Regions from separate parts of the Capra hircus genome. Here region 2 is linked to region 1. Evidence: chromatin contacts called from public Hi-C data. All regions are on one chromosome and are shown on one strand. Each heading gives the region's core, a stretch centred on a gene start, on an enhancer-like site or on the middle of the called end of the contact. The rest is flanking DNA. Distances are from core to core; before and after follow the strand shown.

Region 1 (4,205 bases), core at 729-3,228:
GGAGCGGAGGCAGGCTGACCTGGGGGAGGTCGAGGAGGAGGCCTGAAACGCTGGGCGGGGGAGCCCCCTCACTGTGCCCGGCAACCCCTCCAGCCCGCCCTCTGCCCAGCCCAGGCTCACCTCCACCGTTTTTGTAGCAGAGGTAGGGGAAACGCCAGACGTTGCCCAAGCCGACGAAGCCGCCGGCCACGGAGAGCACAAAGTCGATCCTGCTGGCCCACTTCTCCCGCTGCGGGGGCTTCCCCTCGGCCTCGTCCTCCGGCCGGGTGCCCGGGCTTTTCCCGGGGGACGGCTTCAGGATGTCCTTGTGGAAATCTTTCAGACACTGCAGCTTCTCCTTGGTGGCCATGTCCTCCTCCTCGCTTTCTATGGCGGAAAGAGCAGACCCCAACGTGCGTCAGTAAGGGGCAGGCTGCGCGTCCTGGCACGACCCTGCGGGCCACCTCTGACCTGCCGGGCCTGAGGCAGAGGGCCTGCCACCCCCTCGTCCGTCCACCCCTTGGACCCCCCACCCCAGGTGATCGGGAGCCTGAGGATCTGGGGACCGATAGCTGCCATCCCCTGGCCACCTGTCCAACAGAAGCACCGGGGCCCATATCCACCAGCCCCGAATGCCACCCCCCTCATTCTGCACCTGCAGGGAGAGGAGCACAAAACCACCCAGCCCTGGCAGTGTCTCCGCATAACACAACACCCTCCACGCAGGTCTAGCATCGCTTCCAGATCACAGCCTGCCTGCATCCTCTAGAGATCGTCTCCGAATCTCAGGTTTGCAGAGAAACTGGTGCCGCGGGGCAGGCCCTGGCCCAGCGGAGGCGCTCACCCCTCCCGGTTTTAAAGAACGGAGCTTCAGGCTGTCATGTTTTCACGCTCCAGTGTTTCCAAGCATGTGTTTCAGTACTTGGAAACAGGGTTTCCATCAAATACAGACCACGGGAGCTTATGAAATACACTGGCGTCTTCTTAGCCAGTTGCATGCCTGCAGCATCAGGACAGGGATTTGCGCCAGGACAGGACTCTGGAAGGACTCCTGGTAGTTCCCACGAGTCCAGCCCTCATCATCTGTGCTCGGGTCCACCCTGACCCCTGGACCACCCAGGCCCCGGCCCGCTGATTGCCCTGTGGGTTCAGCAAGGGGGCGGGGGCCCAGGGTTATCAAGCCTCTAAGCTGCTCATGCTCACCCTCAGTGGCCCCCTGCTCGGACCTCATCCCAGAAGTCTACAACCAGCTACTGCGGCAACCCCCTCTCTGTACTGCGTCTGGTCCCCGAGTCCTCAGTGTTCCTGGCAGCTTGACCTTGAGAGCAAGAGCATCTGGGTCCCGCCCAGCAGGAGAAGGTGCCTCCTACCCCCATGTGCCAGAGGACCATGAAGACCGGGGAGCTTCAGTCTCCCCGACTTCAGAATGAAAAGGATGAAGGCAGAGGGTGTTGATGCAGAGCCAGCTGCTTGTCTGTATGAGCCAAATGGGTGGCCAGTGCTGACTCTCAGATTCCGGGGTAAAGTCGAGATTTCTAGGTTTCCTGGAGAAACCAGAAGGCGGACCCCACGTTGGACTCACTCCTATGGCGGCCATCCGCTGGACCAGAGGGGGCCATCGCCCTGGTGCACAGGGAAGCTTGCCACCTGGACCTGTCCAGGGGCATCTGAGTCTGCACTGAGTTACAGTGGCATGAGCTGAAAATGCCTTGGTTGCTTCCTTGCTAACAGTCTCCTCCTCAACTAGAACAGAGCCTGCAGGGTGCCGGGACCTGCCTTGCCCATGGCTGGGTGTCCTGAGCTGGTGCACAGTAGGTCGTCAGCTAAGAACGGCTGGGTCGCTGGCTCCCAGAGTAGGTACGCAGGTAGCTGGGGCCCAGTGGCACCCCCCAACTCTGCTGCTTCCCAACCCTGGGATACCGTGGGGCCTGAAGGAGGTCCGGCCGGGCCAGGTGACAACTGCCAAGGACCAAGGGAGGCGAGGAGGGCACGCTGGCCTGGCCCTGGCCCCGGCCCCTGCAGCCAGGCCCTCGGGGGCCGTGCTCGGAGGAGGAGAGGCACGCAAGCACACAGAATCCCCGCTTCCCCCACGCCTCCTTCCTCTCCCTGGCTCGGGGTGGGGGACCCCGATTGTTTCGCTATCTGGCAGTGAGCAGACCGAGAAAAGGCTTCCTGGAGCCGCCGGGCGGCTCACCGGGCCTTCCTCTGTCTCCCGGAGCGCAGACGGCGGGGCATCCGCAGGCCTTTCTTCGCCTGCTCCCCTGGGGCGACGCGGGGTTCTGCCGAGCGCACGGCTACTGTAAAAATAGCCCGAGCGGCCAGCATTGTTCCAGCACGGAGCTCTGCAGCCCCCGATGGTTATCTCTGGGCCCATTGTGGCCCGGCTGGACCGCAGCATAATTGGAGGATGTGGGACTCCACTCCCTCCCGGTAGAGATGTTTTCCAGGGAATGACCCTGGAGTCTCCTCATCAAGACGGGCTGGTGCCGCCCTTTCAGGCTCTCCTTGGATCTTGGGGCCGGAAGGCGCTTCACCAGGTCAGCCAGGCGGAGGGGGTGGTGACTGGTGGCTGCTCATATAGCCTGTGGGCGCTTGCGAAGCCACCCTGAGTCCTGGCTCTGAGCTCTGGACCCAGGCCCATGGCCCCCTCTGGCCCTAGAGAACCCTCGGGAAACGTGTGCGTGCAAAGTCAGTTCAGTCGTGTTCAACTCTTTGCAACCCTCTGGACCGTAGCCTGCCAGGCTCCTCTGTCCATGGGATTTCCCAGGCAAGAATACTGGAGTGGGTTGCCATGCCCTCCTCCAGGGGATCTTCCCGACCCAGGGATCGAACCCGCGTCTCTTATGTCTCCTGCATTGGCAGGCGGGTTCTTTACCACTAGCGCCCCCCGGGAAGCCCTGAAACGTGAGCCAGGGGTCAAAACACAAGCTCCCTGAGCCCCTCGGCTCCAGGCTCTCTGGTGCCACGTAAGATAAGACTTCAGCCCCTCTTTCCCACACTCAGGAACTCATCTTATTGACGCCTGTAGCTGAACCAGGAGCCTGTCATGTCCTGGTGTCTGCGGTGCCCCTACTCCTCATTTCTAAGGTGTCCACGGAGATGTACTTCAGGGACGCCCCCCAACCTGTGGCCGCCCCGTCACAAGCTCGCTGGCCTTTGGGAGCGCACAGCCCAGCCCTGCCCACGCTTTACTCGAGACGCACACATGCCCGGACGAGGTCAGCTGCGGGCAGGCAACCCCGACTCCCCCTCAGAGGGGAGGCTCTTTCCAAGCCCCTCTGGAGCTTCCGACCGGCCCCATACCCGTGGAAGCCCACAGCAGCATGACCCGCAGATGCGGCCTCCGGTACGTTCCTGACATCCACCCACGTGTCTCCATCACCCCGGCAACCAGCTGGCGCAGGCCCCACAGCCCTCCATGGACATCCCCTGCAGCCTCCGCCCAGGTGCCCCCTGCTGCTACTCTGCCCACCCCACCCCTACACTCTGTTCTCAAAACCCCAGCCGGAAGCAACTCACAAAGCACTTTCAGATCCCAATGCCCTCCTACCCAGTGCTCCGTCTCTCCCAGCAGAAGACATCCGCCACAGCCTACTGGATCTCAGCATGGGCCCTTTCTCTGGGACGCTGGCCCCACGGAACCGCTTTGTGTTCAGCCCACTCCTCAGCCTCAGGCTCCCTGCACGGAGGCCTCAGGCCCTCTGCAGGCAGCCTGGACCCTGCAGGAATCAGAGCGTGAGCCCTGGCCTGGAAGCTGAGGGCCATTTCCCAGCTGAGTGACCTCAGGAAAGTTGTGCAACCCCTCTGGGTCCTCAGTGTGTCAAAGTGTGAAGAGGGATAACTGTGGCCACCTCACAGGGATGCTGTGAGGACTGAACAAGGGGGTTCCCAGAGCAAATACCCCTTCACTAGTTATCTGCCAGTATTCCTGGGCTTCCCAGGTGGCTCAATGGTGAAGAATTTGCCTGCCAACCCAGGAGACATTAGACACGCAGGTTCGATCCCTGGGTCAGGAAGAGCCCCTAGAGGAGAACATGGCAAACCGCTCCAGTATTCTTGCCTAGAGACTCCCCACAGACAGCGGAGCCAGGTGGGCTACAGTCCACGTGGCCGCAAAGCGGCAGTATTACCGCCGTCGTCACCACTATAGCTATCACGGGGTCCACTGCCCCTGGGGTATGGAAGGCACTGGTCCTACACAGGGCGAGATCAACAGGGCCCAGAGA
Region 2 (4,205 bases), core at 791-3,290, 57 kb after region 1:
TATCACCTGCCCCATCTCGCCTGCGCCTGGTCTCCTTCTCCATGTCTCGGTTGCAGAGGGGCTCCTGAGGGTGGTTTGGCGTCAGGTACCCCTCATACTCTCACTGACCCGTGCTTTAGATGCCGGGGAATCTAGCAGAACACTCTGGAGGGCGTGTTGAGAGAGACGGGAACCCCAGCCTGGAAGAGGTGGCTCTCGGAAGAGGACCGCATAAACGGGCCTCAAGATGAGCGGGTGCATCAAGGGGAGAGGGCCCGTCCTGGGAGCCCAGAGAGAGGCGTGTGAACCACGAGGGACGAGGGGTTAGCAGAGCCAGTGACGAGGATTGACAGTGACAAGTGGACGTGTCCACCTGGAGCCCGGCCACCGGCGGCCCTGGAGACGGGCTTCCATGGAGAGCAAGCAACGGAAGTCTGAATGCAGTGGCCCAGGGGGGCGAGCTGGGGGGCAAGTGAAGGCCTGCAGCGTGGACACGTCATGTTCCCAAATATTCCTTCATGTGCGTACTTCTCCCCTTCCCTGAGGAGCGCCTCCAAGCCCCGGGGATCTGGGGGCTACAGAAGCAGACAGCACAGTCGACATCCTCAAGGAACACGAGGTCCGCGGGGAGACGCAGAGACCGTGGGCGAGTGACTGAATGAACCGGTGAACAGGCGAGGTTTTCTCGGGAAACGCCTCCAGGGCTAGCCCTCCCCCCAGCCCCGCATAGCCCTGGGGCCGGCACGCAGCCTCTGGGGTCGGACGGCCCCAGTTCTCGTACTGACAAGCTGCGTGACCTTGGGCACGTGGCTACACCTCTCTGGGCTGGTGGACTGGCAGCCCAGGGGTCAGCACGCGGCTGTGAGAGGCTCTTCCAGGCTGGCAGAGCCCCTGGGAGCTGTGTTTGATCTCTCTCGTTCTCATGAAACACACGTGACCAAGTGAGTGGCTCGTCGGTTTTGTTTTTGGTTTTGAAGGAGGGAAGAAGAAAATGGGGCCGGGTGGGGTGTGGGTGGAGACAGGGAGGTGGGATGGGAGGGAGAGGGAGGGGGCGGCTCCAGAGCGCCCCCGCCCCCAGCACAGCCCCCATTCGCGGCTCTCTGACAGTGCATTTAATCCCCACGGCGGCCCCGGCGAGGCAGGTGCTGCGGTCATCGGCACTGCGCCAACAGGGAAATGAAGCAATCCGCCCAGCAATCCGCCCCGTGTGACAGGCCCCTGGGAGCAGGGCGGGACTGGAATCCTGGCAGCCTGATCCCAGAGCAATTGGGAAAGGGGGTGGCGGTCTGAGCAGACCAGCCTCGGAGCCTCTGGACCAGAGAGGGGCGGAGCCCGGCCATCCTGAAACACCCACCTCCCTTGGCCTCTTCCTGATCTCTGCTGGGGCTTTCAACACCCCGCGCAGTGAGCCCCGAGTCAGCCCCTGCCTGCAGGCCCACACGCCCTGAGAGATGTTGTCCGCGGGAGGCCTGTCCCTGACTCAGGCCTGGCCTCCACAGAAGCTTCCTCACTGGCTTCCCGCAGCCCCCAGGGAAAAAGCCAACTCACGCGTCCCTTTCTTGCTAACAACCTTCAGCAGCTCCCTTCTGTCCTCCAACTGCTCCAGTCCCTCAGTCCAGCCCTCAAGCTCTCACCTAGAGAGCCTAGCCGCTCGCCCCGGACAGCCCGCCCACTGCACTAGCCGCTTCCGACCGGCCACACGGAAGGCTTCTCTTTCCTTTGGATTTTCCCACTGTTGCGTCTTTGCTTGGGCAGCTCCTCTGTGGGTCCAGCCGGCCCCCCAGCTCCCCAGGCCAAGCCGAGGGCTCCTCCTGAATTAGCGGACAGAGCTCAGCGCCCTGTCTCACCACCGCGCATTTTGCACCATTTAGCGCCGAGCTCCTTGAGGCCAGGATGGGGGTGCGTAGAGGCTGGCCCTCTCTGTAGCCCTCGCACCCCCCACCCCCTCACAGGGAGGGCGGGATGGCGGTGGGATTTTGGCCCAAGGAGCCACGGGCGGCGCGCCCCTGAGGGATTCACTGTTCACCAGAGACCGTCAGGCAGCCGAGACTGAGCGCCTAGGCCTCAGGGGGCCTCCGACCCTGAGCGAACCCGAGAAGCTGGAGCCCCGCGTCCTGCACCTGCCGAAGCCCGCGAGACGCCGGCCAGAGGCTTACCTGAGGCCGCCGCTGCCTGCGCGGGCTCTGCCCTGAGAAGCGGCACCCGACGCCCGTTCCCACGACTTGCAACACCACGGCGGTCATGGCGGAAGGAGCCCCGCTGCTCACTGACTCCAGGTGCTTCTTCCAGGGGGCAGGTCGCCCTGAGGGCAGGACTGCGGTGCCCGGGGCTTGGCAGGTGGTGCCTGGCACAGAGCCCAGCCTTCTGGCCTCCAGGAGGCTCAGATCCCTCTGCCTGGCCCTGGGGCGGTGGCATTGTCAGGAGGGAGCCCTGGGCAGGGAGATGAGGCTGGGGGTCCTGAGGGGCTGCCCGGAGCTGGGCTGGAGGGGAGGCAAGGTCATCGGAGGCCCCTGCGGGTCCTGGGAGCCCTTGAGCTGGGCTGGCGGACTCAGTGGTGCTTCAGGCAGGAGGTCACATGGCAGCTGGGACAGATGCTCTGATTTCTAGGACGCGGTGGCCAGGCTCCCTCCCTAGCTGTGTGCTGTGGAAGAGGCCTTTCAAATAATGTGACCCTCAGGGGGCTTCCCTGGTGGCTCAGAAGGTAAAGAACCTGCCTGCGATGCAGAGTTCAATCCTGGGTCGGGAAGATCCCCTGGAGGCGGGCATGGCAACCCACTGCAGTGTCCTTGCCTGGAGAATCCCTTGGACAGAGGAGCTGGCGGACTGCAGTCCAGGGGGTCACAGAGAGTCGCACACGACTGAGTGACTAACACTTTCACTTTCACAGGAAGTTGCAGAACTCGGTTCGAGGTGAAGCAAGCGCCGTTCTCAGCACAGGGCCCAGGGCGGGGGACGCCCCGGAGAGCTGCCAGGACCTCAGTCCTCACAGGAGCCCCACAGGGTGTGGGCACTGCGGATGCTACTTGGCAGACGCGGCCCCAGCACCCAGGAAGCCAAGGCCTTCCCTGCAGTGGTCCCGGTCGTCCCTGTGGTCTCCTGGCCCCCCTCTCGCCCCTCCAGTCCTCTCTGGGCTGTCTCTGCTAGGCTCGTGGCCCCTAGGACTGTTGGTGGTCCCCTGCCGCCTGCAGAACAGGGAACAGGCAGTCCTCCAGGAGCGTCACACCCAGCCGCCCCTCCCAGCCTGTCCCCTCCGTCCTCGGGGCCCAGAGGTGCCCGCCCCGGATTCTCCTCACCCTGGCTGCTCCAGTCTCCCCACCTGATGCTTCACGTAGCCCCTGCCGAATCCCCTCCATTCTCCAGGTGCCGCGGAGGGCCACCCCCTTTGGGCAGCCTGCTGCGTTTCCCAGTCCCATGGAATTCCGCCCCTCGCCCCCGGGGACATCACGGACGTTTTGCCCACCCTGTCCTCGCAGCCTCTCCACTTACAGAGAATTTGGGGTTGGACCGTCCAGGACTCTGTAGGTCTTTGTGCCTCTCTGAGCCTCCATCTACCCATCTGTACAGTGGGACGTGAGGCCACCAGCTGCTCCCTCGGCTGGAAGAATGAAAAGAAGGCCCCGATGCGAGGTGAGCGCTGTCATCTCCAAGTTCTAGACGCGTGGGAAGATCACCCCAGCGGGGTCTTCGCGGTAGCCACCTGCTCTGGCTGGGAGGACTCTGCTCTCGAGGGAGGAAACCCCAGCCTTCCCTCTGCCCACAGCCACTGCCGGGTCCGGGCTGGGTGGGCCACCGGCTTCCAGCCGATGAGATATAAGACAGAGGCTGCAGAGGGGCTTTGGGGAAAGGTTTTCCTCGTGGAGAGGGAGACACCTCATGGTTCAAGGTGGGTAGCCGGGGCTCTGCCCCACCTCTCGCTGCTCAGGGCACTTTGCTATCTGGAGCCGCAGCCGCCATCTGTGTCCATGAGGGAAGGCACCTCTGACATGCCGAGGATGGTGTCATCGCCGCCGGTGGACAGTCAGAAGATGCTGGCGTCCCTGGGACAGGGACTGAGCTACTGAGCCTCCTGGGGTCTATCAGAGCTGAGACTTGAGTGACATGAGCCAGACGTGTGGCAATCGAGGGGAGGGGTGTTCCAGGCACAGGGGACAGCTGGTGCAAAGTCCCAGGCAGGAAGGAGCCTGGTGTGTCCTGGGCCAGTGTTCACGCGCGTGCGTGCGTGCGTG

What was found. A called contact is a pair of places that touch in the nucleus more often than the background predicts.
Region 2: a contact with region 1 is called in a Hi-C map of blood, with 1.8 times the contacts expected there. The contact joins two enhancer-like sites.

What each region holds. Positions count from the first base shown.
Region 1 is chr22:57,767,428-57,771,632 of ARS1.2, forward strand. SLC6A6 (sodium- and chloride-dependent taurine transporter) reads right to left here. Exons shown (of 14, transcript XM_018067225.1): 2 at 121-366. Among named protein-coding and RNA genes, the nearest start is that of SLC6A6, 42 kb to the right of the region's middle. Within about 2 kb of position 1,979, at least 1 of the 5 cell types and tissues checked has an H3K27ac peak or open chromatin away from gene starts, as enhancers often do.
Region 2 is chr22:57,824,396-57,828,600 of ARS1.2, forward strand. No RefSeq gene overlaps it. Among named protein-coding and RNA genes, the nearest start is that of SLC6A6, 15 kb to the left of the region's middle. Within about 2 kb of position 2,041, at least 4 of the 5 cell types and tissues checked have an H3K27ac peak or open chromatin away from gene starts, as enhancers often do.